Regions from separate parts of the Callithrix jacchus genome. Here region 1 is linked to region 2. A link is a contact called in public Hi-C data. All regions are on one chromosome and are shown on one strand. Each heading gives the region's core, a stretch centred on a gene start, on an enhancer-like site or on the middle of the called end of the contact. The rest is flanking DNA. Distances are from core to core; before and after follow the strand shown.

Region 1 (4,424 bases), core at 525-3,024, 170 kb after region 2:
TTCCTGTATATTGTCTGAATTATTTGCCTGCTCATACTCAAGATTATGGCGATGGTTGTCTGGCATCAAGGAGTCTGGGTATATGCCTTGGAACTATCACTATGACTCCCATCAGAATTTGACCACACTGTGGGATCCCTTATCTCATCCTGGTGGTTAATTTATCAGTGATTTTTATGAGTGCTTGCTTTCACTTTTTGGTAGTCCAGGTATCCTGTACTTTGTTATTAGATATTCTAGTTTCACACTCTTGTTTACCTGCTGCTTAATCTACATGATTGACCAGTACTCTTTCCATAACATTTACCTTTGCCCATGATCTTTCTCCTTACTGTCTTAGGGGTGGCCTCTTATGAGAGGGCAGTGAGTTTTGCCCTTTTTTTTCAATTTATTTGACTAGTAGTTATTGAATGGAGCTGGCCATTGGGAAGCATTATAAACATTTGTCCTGGGGGAGGGGATATCAGCAAGTACAAGATAGGAGCCTTCATGGTTGGCTGGCCAGAGCTATGGGTCAACCATAGAGTCTTCTGCAAGAGAACTATTCCTTTCAGTGACCTAGTACCCAGACTGACCAGCTGTCAGGATTCATGGCATCTGCCCACTTATGTTTGATTGCTACCAGAGCCAAGGCATGCCCACCATCTAAGTCCTTGCAATATGCTTTGGGAGAAAAGATATGGAATGTGAGCCTGAAAATATTTCATTGTTTGCCTGGTACAACATTGGTAAGTTATTCAGCTCATCCAAGCCTTAGTTTTACTCTTTATAAAATGGGATTGATGATAGCTTCCTCAGAGTCTCTCAAGTTTCTGGAGAGGAGAAAGTAGGAACAATGCAATGAGACCACTTTTCATCTCTCTGTCAGCTGCTGCAATACTGGGTAAGGGCTGAAGGGAGCAGGTATTAGGATTCTCCAGAGAAACAGAATCAATTCTCTCTCTCTCTCTCTCTCTCTCTCTCTCTCTCTCTCTCTCTCTCTCTCTCTCTCTCTCTGTGTGTGTGTGTGTGTGTGTGGAGAAAGAGAGAGATTTTAAGGATTTGCTCACACAAGTACAGAGACTAAAATCTACAGAGTGAGCCAGCAGGTTGGAGACCCAGGAGAGGGCCAATCATGCAGATGAAGTTTGAAAGTCATCTGCTGCAAAATGCCCTCTTGTTAGAAGAGGCCAGCCTTCTGTTCTATTCATGCCTTCAGCTGATTGGATGAGGCCCACCCACATCATGGAGGGCAATCTACTTTACTCAAAGTCAGCAGATGTAAATATAAACCTCATCCCACACCATCTCCCAGAAACAGCCAGAATGTTTGACCAAGTATCTGGACATTGTGACCCATCCAAGTTTACATAAAATTAACCATTACAGAGGGGCTTTGGGAAGCTCTTGTTGGCAGCACATCTATCCCTTCTTTGATACTTAGGACATTTTTCAAATGTGTATAAATCTCCAGGAGAATTGCAATGTACCTCCAAGTCTATTCTGCACATTTCTGCAGAGGCAAAGGATTGCAGAGTGGGTAAGATCAAAGACGTGGGGTGAGGTGGCCTGGGTTGAACTCTGGCTCTGCCTAGATGTGTAAACCTAGGCAAGTTACTTACCCTGTCTGTTCCTCAGTTTCCCCAGTGGGAAATGAGGGTAAATAGTATACGTCTCTCACAGGGTAGCGGTGAGGATTATTTGTTAATTAGATTCCTGTGCACAAAGTGTTTACCTTCCTGTTGCTTTGCTGCAAGACACTGGGGAGTGTCTAATGTTTTGGTGAAATAGGCAATGCTGCAGTGAATTCCATCCTGTTGTTCTCCTTGTGCCGTATGTATGTGGTGTAGGGCAGGCAAGTTGGCATGTTTCTTAGCTACTGCCAAAGGGATCTCCAAGTCTGTTATACTTGATTTTTCACATCCTGGCAAATATTTGGTTGACATTTTTACACTTTAAGATCTCTGCCTGTAAGATGGATATAAGTGGTGTCTCCTTATGATATGCATTTATCCATTTATAGATGTTTCAATGTCTTCTTAGGTAGCCATTGGCCATTGGCTTCTAAACCCTTATAGAAAGAGAGTTGCTCTCACATGTGGTGTCTGCTGATGGCAGCCTCTTCATGTACTTGGGCTGGGGGAAGATGGGAAGTGCTCAGGCCCACCTGGGCTCCATGAGTGGCTGCCACATGTCCTGTTGGCTGCTGGTGGCCTTGGCAGCTCTCAGAAGCTGCCTGAGCTCTCAGGAGTCTGGATTAGTTGGGTTTCCCTGATTAGTCACTGAAGTAATATTCTAAATGGGTCACGAGTGCCAGGGAATTAAAAATACTCCTTGTTTTTGAATAAGAAGCTGACATGTTCTTAGGACAGCAGGGCTATATCTGGATGAACAGCTGTCAGCTGCCTTACGGGCTCTCCCATCCAGCTGATGTGCCAAAGGCTCCCTGTTCTCTTAGCTACCTGGCTTCCCAAGAGCAAGTTTCAGTAGACAAAGGTTCAGTGAGGGCAGCGACCTCCTGGCTCTTCGCCATCACTCTATCCCCATGGCTTGACACATTGTAGGTATGCATTTTCATTTGTTAAATGAATGTGTCAAGTGTCCACAGGTGCCCAGGAGGTTCTGGACTAGTCTGGTTCTGGGCTGCATTGGGTTCAGGAGACAGAAGAAAGGGTTGCCCTTTTTTGCTCTTGCAGGTTTGCTGTTGACTTGTGAAATGAATCAAACTAGCTGGAGACCAGTCATCCCTTGCTCTGCAGGAATGGGGGCAATCCTAAGATCTTGCTTTACCTTTAGAACATTTAAAACACTGAATTGTCATCAGTTTTTATGACTTTGTTCTGTCTGTCTTTGTATCCGCAGCACAATAAATGGGGTGTGGACATAGTATGTGCGCAGTGAATATGTACTGATAGTATAAACCAACGAATGGAGGAAGAAGGCACAATGACTCTCATTAACCATGGTTTTGAGATGCTATATTAAAAGGTTTTGTATCTGTATACTAAAAGGTTTAATTCCCCAGTTTTTAAAAAAATGTGTGCGTAATTCAATACAGTACCTTTAAACAAAATAACACAGGAATCACGTGGCTCTTTTCTTTGTTAGAACACGTGGCTGAGTCTAGGGGGTTGTAAGTGGAGAGACATTTGTTTACGCTCCTCCCAGGCCCAGTAACTGTCATGATAATTTTGTGGAAAGGCTAGGAGGTTAAACACGGATTTTGCTGAGCCTTAGAAAATTGAGACACTGGAGAATGTAAATGCAAGAAAAGCATTAAATTTTATATCTATGAGTGCTGGTTTGAAAACCTTATAAAGAGGTACAGCCTGCATTATAGAAAAACATACAACTCAGGGGCAGCTCTGTTTTTCCAAGCAATTAAAAAAATTCAATTCAGGATAAGGGGAGAAAGGACTGAATGGCAGTAAACTTTAGAATCAGTTGCTACTAGTACATTAAACAAATGAATGCCAGCATTCTTGTTTTATTTTTTGTTTTCTATTTTCTATGAAAGCTCAGTGTTTCAGGTTGCATTGTATCACCCCATGGATATGTTGAAGACTTAACTCCTGTAATCTGTGAGTGTGACCTTCTTTGGTAGTGGGGTCTTCGTAGATGCAGTCTGGTTAAGACGAGGTCATGAGGGTCACCCTAATCCAGTATGACTTGTGTTCTTATAAGAAGAGGAAAATTAGGAGACAGACATGCACAGAGAGAAAATGCATGCAATGACATGGACACAAAGCCCATCTGAAGAGGGGGGCAGAGATTGGAGTTATACTGCCACAGGACAAGGAATGCCTGGGGCTACAAGAAGCTGGAAGAGGCAAGGAAGGACCCTTCCCTAGAGACTTTGAAGGGAGCATGGACATGCTGGGGGCACCTTGATTCAGACTTCTAGCCTGAGAATACATTTCTTTGTTATTAGCCACCCAGTTTGTGGTCCTTTGTTACAGCAGCCATAGCAAACTAATACACTTGATGAAGCTGTTCAGTTATAACAAGCAAGCTAATTGTCAAGCATCTCCCACACATGATAGGGAAACTTTCTGGATCACTGGATGCTAAGCTTTGTAGCAGAATCACAGATGCCTCTGAAGCTGAATCTGCATTTGTAACAGATGCCCTTCCTCTATAAGGCCAAATTCCTTCAGGAAATCTTTCCCAAACTCTGCCATACAAGAAAGGTTGAAGAACAGCACTCTAAGGAGTCATCAAGGTCAGGGAAAGTGGCTGAACAGTGCTCCAAGTTCAGGAGGAGGAATTTGGACATGAAGTCAGGTGGGTCCTCAAGGGTTTGCCTCTGTCCTTTCAATGCCTTATCAATCTTCCTTCTGGGTCTTTCTGGGAGACTGAGTGAGAACTGATGTGGGATGTTGTGTGGTTTGTGTCATTTGTTTTGTTTGCTTATATTGTTGTTGTTTGCAGTTCTCTAAATTTTA
Region 2 (4,470 bases), core at 1,864-4,363:
CTTTTAGGTAACATTAGATACACTCTCCTTGTACTTTTTTTTTTTTTATGACTGTCATGCTCCAACACTGCGCTATTATTCACTTGTTTCCATATCCTACTCTCCTCCTCCTCCAGCCCCAGGACATGGTGTTCCAAGGCAGGAAATATGCTTTGTTCACCTCTGTGTCCCCAGCATCTGGCCCAGAACTCAGCCCAATGACTGGTCCTCAGAAATAGTGATCCATTCTCCCTCAATGAACTCATCCCACAAACGTTTACGAAACACTCCCCTGTGCCAGGCATAGCTCTGGGCACTGGGGGTGCATGGGTGTGAGTGTCGACCAATGGGTTTACAGCAGAGAGGTCCGTGGTGTCCTTGATAAGAGCTGTTGCAATGGGGCAGTGGGCAGATGGGGTGGGTTCGAGAGACAGCAGGAAGAGAGGAAGTGGAGCCAGCTGGCTACGTCAAATGGAATTCTCTTTGTCAAGGGGTGTAAGGGCATGGTGGCCATTGAAGGAGGTGACGTAGTATCAAGAGGGAGATGTTTTATGAAGATAGAGGGTAAATTAGGTCACCATTTTCTTGGAGTCTTTTTTTTTCTTGCTTTAGTGAGGGCAAGGATGTAGAGGAAATGGCCTTTTGGAAGTGAGTGAGTGAGAAAGAGGAGAGAGGAATACACAGAGAATACCCAGATCCACAAGTCCAGATGTTTTTATCCCTCTAGCTATTGCTGTATCGACATCTAAACACACACACCTCCCCCACATACACACGTTCACACACACATATCTTTATAGAACTTTGAATGATTTCCAAAGGTCCTATGGAATGCTGGTGTGCTGCCTTGTGGGGAGAAAGGAAGACCAAGGGGGAAAGTGTAGACTACAGGTGATTTAAGAGATGTATCAAACAATTAGCTACATGTATAGACTTTGTCAGGACTCTGATTTGGAAAAATTGTAAAAAAAATTTATGTGACCATGGGAAATATGAATACTGGCTGGTTACTGGAAGATAGTAAGGGATTGCTTACTTTTTGTAGGTATGCTTATGGCATTGCATTTACATTACAAAAATTGTCAGGCTGAGTGTGGTGGCTCTCGCCTGTCATCCCAGCACTTTGGGAGGCCAAGGCAAGAGGCTCACTTGAGGCCAGGAGTTTGAGACCAGCCTGGGCTCGATAGCAAGACCCTGTCTCTACAAAGAAATGATAAAAATTATCCAGGCCTGCTGGCACACACCTGTAGTCCCAGCTACTAGGGAGACTAAGGTGGGAGGATCGCTTGAGCCCAGGAGATCAAGGCTATAGTGAGACGTGATTGGGCCACTGCACTCCGGCCTGGGAGACAGATATTCTGTCTGTTAAAAACAAAACAGAACAGGATAAAACAAAAACAGGGAAAAATCCTTGTCTTTTGGAGATACAGTTGAAATGTATACATGTGAAAAATGTGATGCTAGAGATTTTCTTCAACTTAATTTGGGCTGGGTGAGGTTTAGGTGCTAACAGTTGAAGCTGGGTAAGAAATACACAAGGCCAACTACTCTTTTTCCAATATTTGAAAATTTTAAATAACAAGTAAAGTAAAATCATATCATAGCAATTTTTTTTCTCATACAAGGAATCTTGTTTGCTTTTTATTTTAGGGTTTATGGCCTTAACATTTCTGGAATCTTAGGTGCTGTTATCACTTGCCGGCTAGAGAGAGGAGCAGATGGCAGGATGGATGGATAAGTAATGAGCAAATATTAATGAGAACAGGAAACTATCAATCGGGTTTCCTGGACAGATTGCTTTTATCCCTGGATACTTCTGCAAAATTACATGCATATAATATAGTCATATTATTTTTTGCTAGAAAATGATTCATACCATGGGATTAAGTAGGGCAGTACTTTGCAGTGGGAGGGAGGTTTTAGAGGCTTAAGTGTGGGCTCTGGAGGCAGACTGCCTGCCTCTGCACTCACTAATCCTCTGACCTGGGCAGTAACTCCCCATCTGCAAAATGAAGATAAAGTAGGTGTATGCATAAGTATACACCTGATGTATACTCACACAATGGAGTATTATTTGGCCACAGAAAGTAATGAAGTACTGGTGAGTGCTACAGTGGCAATGAACCTTGAATTATGCCAAGTGAAAGAAGCTAGCCACTGAAGACCACATATTGTACACTAACATTTCTATGCAATGTCCAGGATAGCTGAAGGCACACTGTGGCTGCCAGGGGCTAGGGTGGGATGGGGGGAAGGGAGTGTAGAGGGTAATTACTGATGGTCATGAGGTTTCTTTTCTGGTTGATGGGAAAGTTCTGAAATTAGATCATAGTGGTGGTTGCAGGAGTCTGAATATAATAAGCTGTTGAGCTGTACACTTAAAACAGGTGAATTTTATGGCATATAAATTATATCTGAATAAAGCTGCTTGAAAAAAACACACCACCCACATCACAGAGGAAAGGATTAAATGAAAAACTGTGTGTAAAGTATTTCCTGGCATGCCACGTAGAGTTTCTAACTCCAGGTGCTTCGCTGAAATCATTCGGGAAGAACGTGCTCCTCCGGCGTTTGCTTTCTGAAATGCTTGATATGAATCATGCTATGAAGACTCTGGAAGTGAGTGGTTTATGTAGAATTACCATTTCAAGTTTCTAATGACCACATACTGGTTTCGAATTAAAAGCCTTCTAAATGGCCCTAAAGTAGATTATTCATATTGCTCCAAATTTTTGGTCTTTAAAACCGTCTCTCTTGAAGCTTGGGAATCTTTTAGACAGTCTACAGTGTGGCATTTCCTTGCAAAGCCCCCACCCTTCCTCCCTTTGCAGACCCTCCTCTTTCCCATGGGACTTATGTGAATGCCTGAGCCCTGCTGACATCTTCACCCTCTGGGTTCCCACCTCAGTTAAGAGAGATAAAGCCAATGAATAGCTAATCTAATGGACTTATGATGTCCTAGTTTACCTCTCTTTCTTCAATACCGCCTTAATTGCCTAAAATGCTGTGGGAGAGACCCCGTAAGCTGACCCACAGAACTGTTAGGGTTGGCCTTGGACTTGGGGATCTTCTTCCTTTCCAACTTTCAGGCTTGCAGACCAAACCCCTGGGCTGGAGGCAGAAACACTTCTGCTGCCCCAGGTCCCTTCCCCAGTGGTTCTTTTGAACTTGAGAAGAATGAGGACTATCCCTTTAATTTAAACTCTTGTTGCCCTGGCAGGGCCAAAGCATGCTTTGTATGGTGGTTGCACCTTGGGATCACTTGGGATGTTTCAAAAAATACAGGTGCCTGAGTCCTGCCTCTAGATGCTCTGATGTAACTGGTATAGGGCAGAGTATTAAAACCATCCAGGTGATTCTAGTATGCCTTCAAGTCTGAGAACCACTGCCTCAGAGAGGAGTCACACTGAATAGGAGGCGGCAGTCTGAAGGCAGGGAAAAGCAGAAGTGCTTAATGAGTTGGGGGAGGAAGCACGGGGTGGCGGGGGGTAAACGTTTTGCTTTACTTGAGTACAGAGGAGAACCTGTGAGTAAACATGCTATTTTAAATGGGTTGGGATTTGGCTGAAAATAGACGGGAAGCACGGGTCCAGCAATCCATTCAGCTTTTAGAACGTGGCCCAAAATAGCTTCACTCCTGCTCTGACACATTCCCGAGAAGGACTCTTCCTCCTTTGCCAGCCAAACATGTCAGCAGTTGTCCTCTGGCACTTGGGGTGTGTGTCCTCTGGCACTTGGGGTGTGTGTGTGTATATGTGTGTGTGTGTCCTCTGGCACTTGGGTGTGTGTGTGTTAATATGTGTGTGTCCTCTGGCACTTGGGGTGTGTGTGTGTGTCCTCTGGCACTTGGAGTATGTGTGTGTGTATGTGTGTGTGTCCTCTGGCACTTGGAGTATGTGTGTGTGTATGTGTGTGTCCTCTGGCACTTGGGGGGTGTGTGTGTCCGCTGGCACTTGGAGTGTGTGTGTGTGTGTGTGGGTGTATATGTGTATGTCAGAGAGAGACAGACAATAGGAAAGTTGTGCATAGCCATTGCAGGCTCTCTGCACATCCTTTTTTGTCCCTGTTCATTGGTCCCTGGGGGAGCAAAGTGGGGACCCTCTTAAAGATGGGCAGGCCCAGCAGGGAGAAGAGCAGGTCCATTCATTAAAGAACAGGGCATCGCCTTCTCCTAGGGGAGCTCACATCTGTGACAGGGCTTCTGGAGGCAGGCACCGTGCTAGGGCCATTATCTCCTGTAGGCCTCAAATGACACTCCTACGAGAAGCTCCACTTTACTGGGGAGTCAACTGAGGCTTGTGGTGCATCCAAGGACACACAGATGGTGGGATGTAGGGCCCTGATTAGAATCACTGTCTACTGGACCATGCCATCTTCCTGCTGGCTTAGAGGTGGCTGCTGCGGAGCAGCATGGAGTCACATGGGCTGCCACTGGGCTGTTTCAGCGGTAAATCTCCCGGGGATGGGGCATCTTTGGGGAGTTCCTCCTGT

The links. Hi-C and Micro-C count contacts between places; a contact is called where the count stands out from the background.
Region 1: a contact with region 2 is called in a Hi-C map of skeletal muscle, with 4 times the contacts expected there. The contact joins two enhancer-like sites. A contact is called at or near these places in 2 of 3 Hi-C or Micro-C datasets (both in skeletal muscle).

The regions. Positions count from the first base shown.
Region 1 is chr12:44,056,272-44,060,695 of calJac240_pri, forward strand. All of the region lies in intron 4 of GRID1 (glutamate ionotropic receptor delta type subunit 1), which reads left to right. Among named protein-coding and RNA genes, the nearest start is that of GRID1, 370 kb to the left of the region's middle. Within about 2 kb of position 1,775, at least 1 of the 16 cell types and tissues checked has an H3K27ac peak or open chromatin away from gene starts, as enhancers often do. A contact at or near this core is called in skeletal muscle, where this site is marked.
Region 2 is chr12:43,888,613-43,893,082 of calJac240_pri, forward strand. The region is part of intron 3 of GRID1 (glutamate ionotropic receptor delta type subunit 1); the gene reads left to right. Among named protein-coding and RNA genes, the nearest start is that of GRID1, 200 kb to the left of the region's middle. Within about 2 kb of position 3,114, at least 1 of the 16 cell types and tissues checked has an H3K27ac peak or open chromatin away from gene starts, as enhancers often do. A contact at or near this core is called in skeletal muscle, where this site is marked.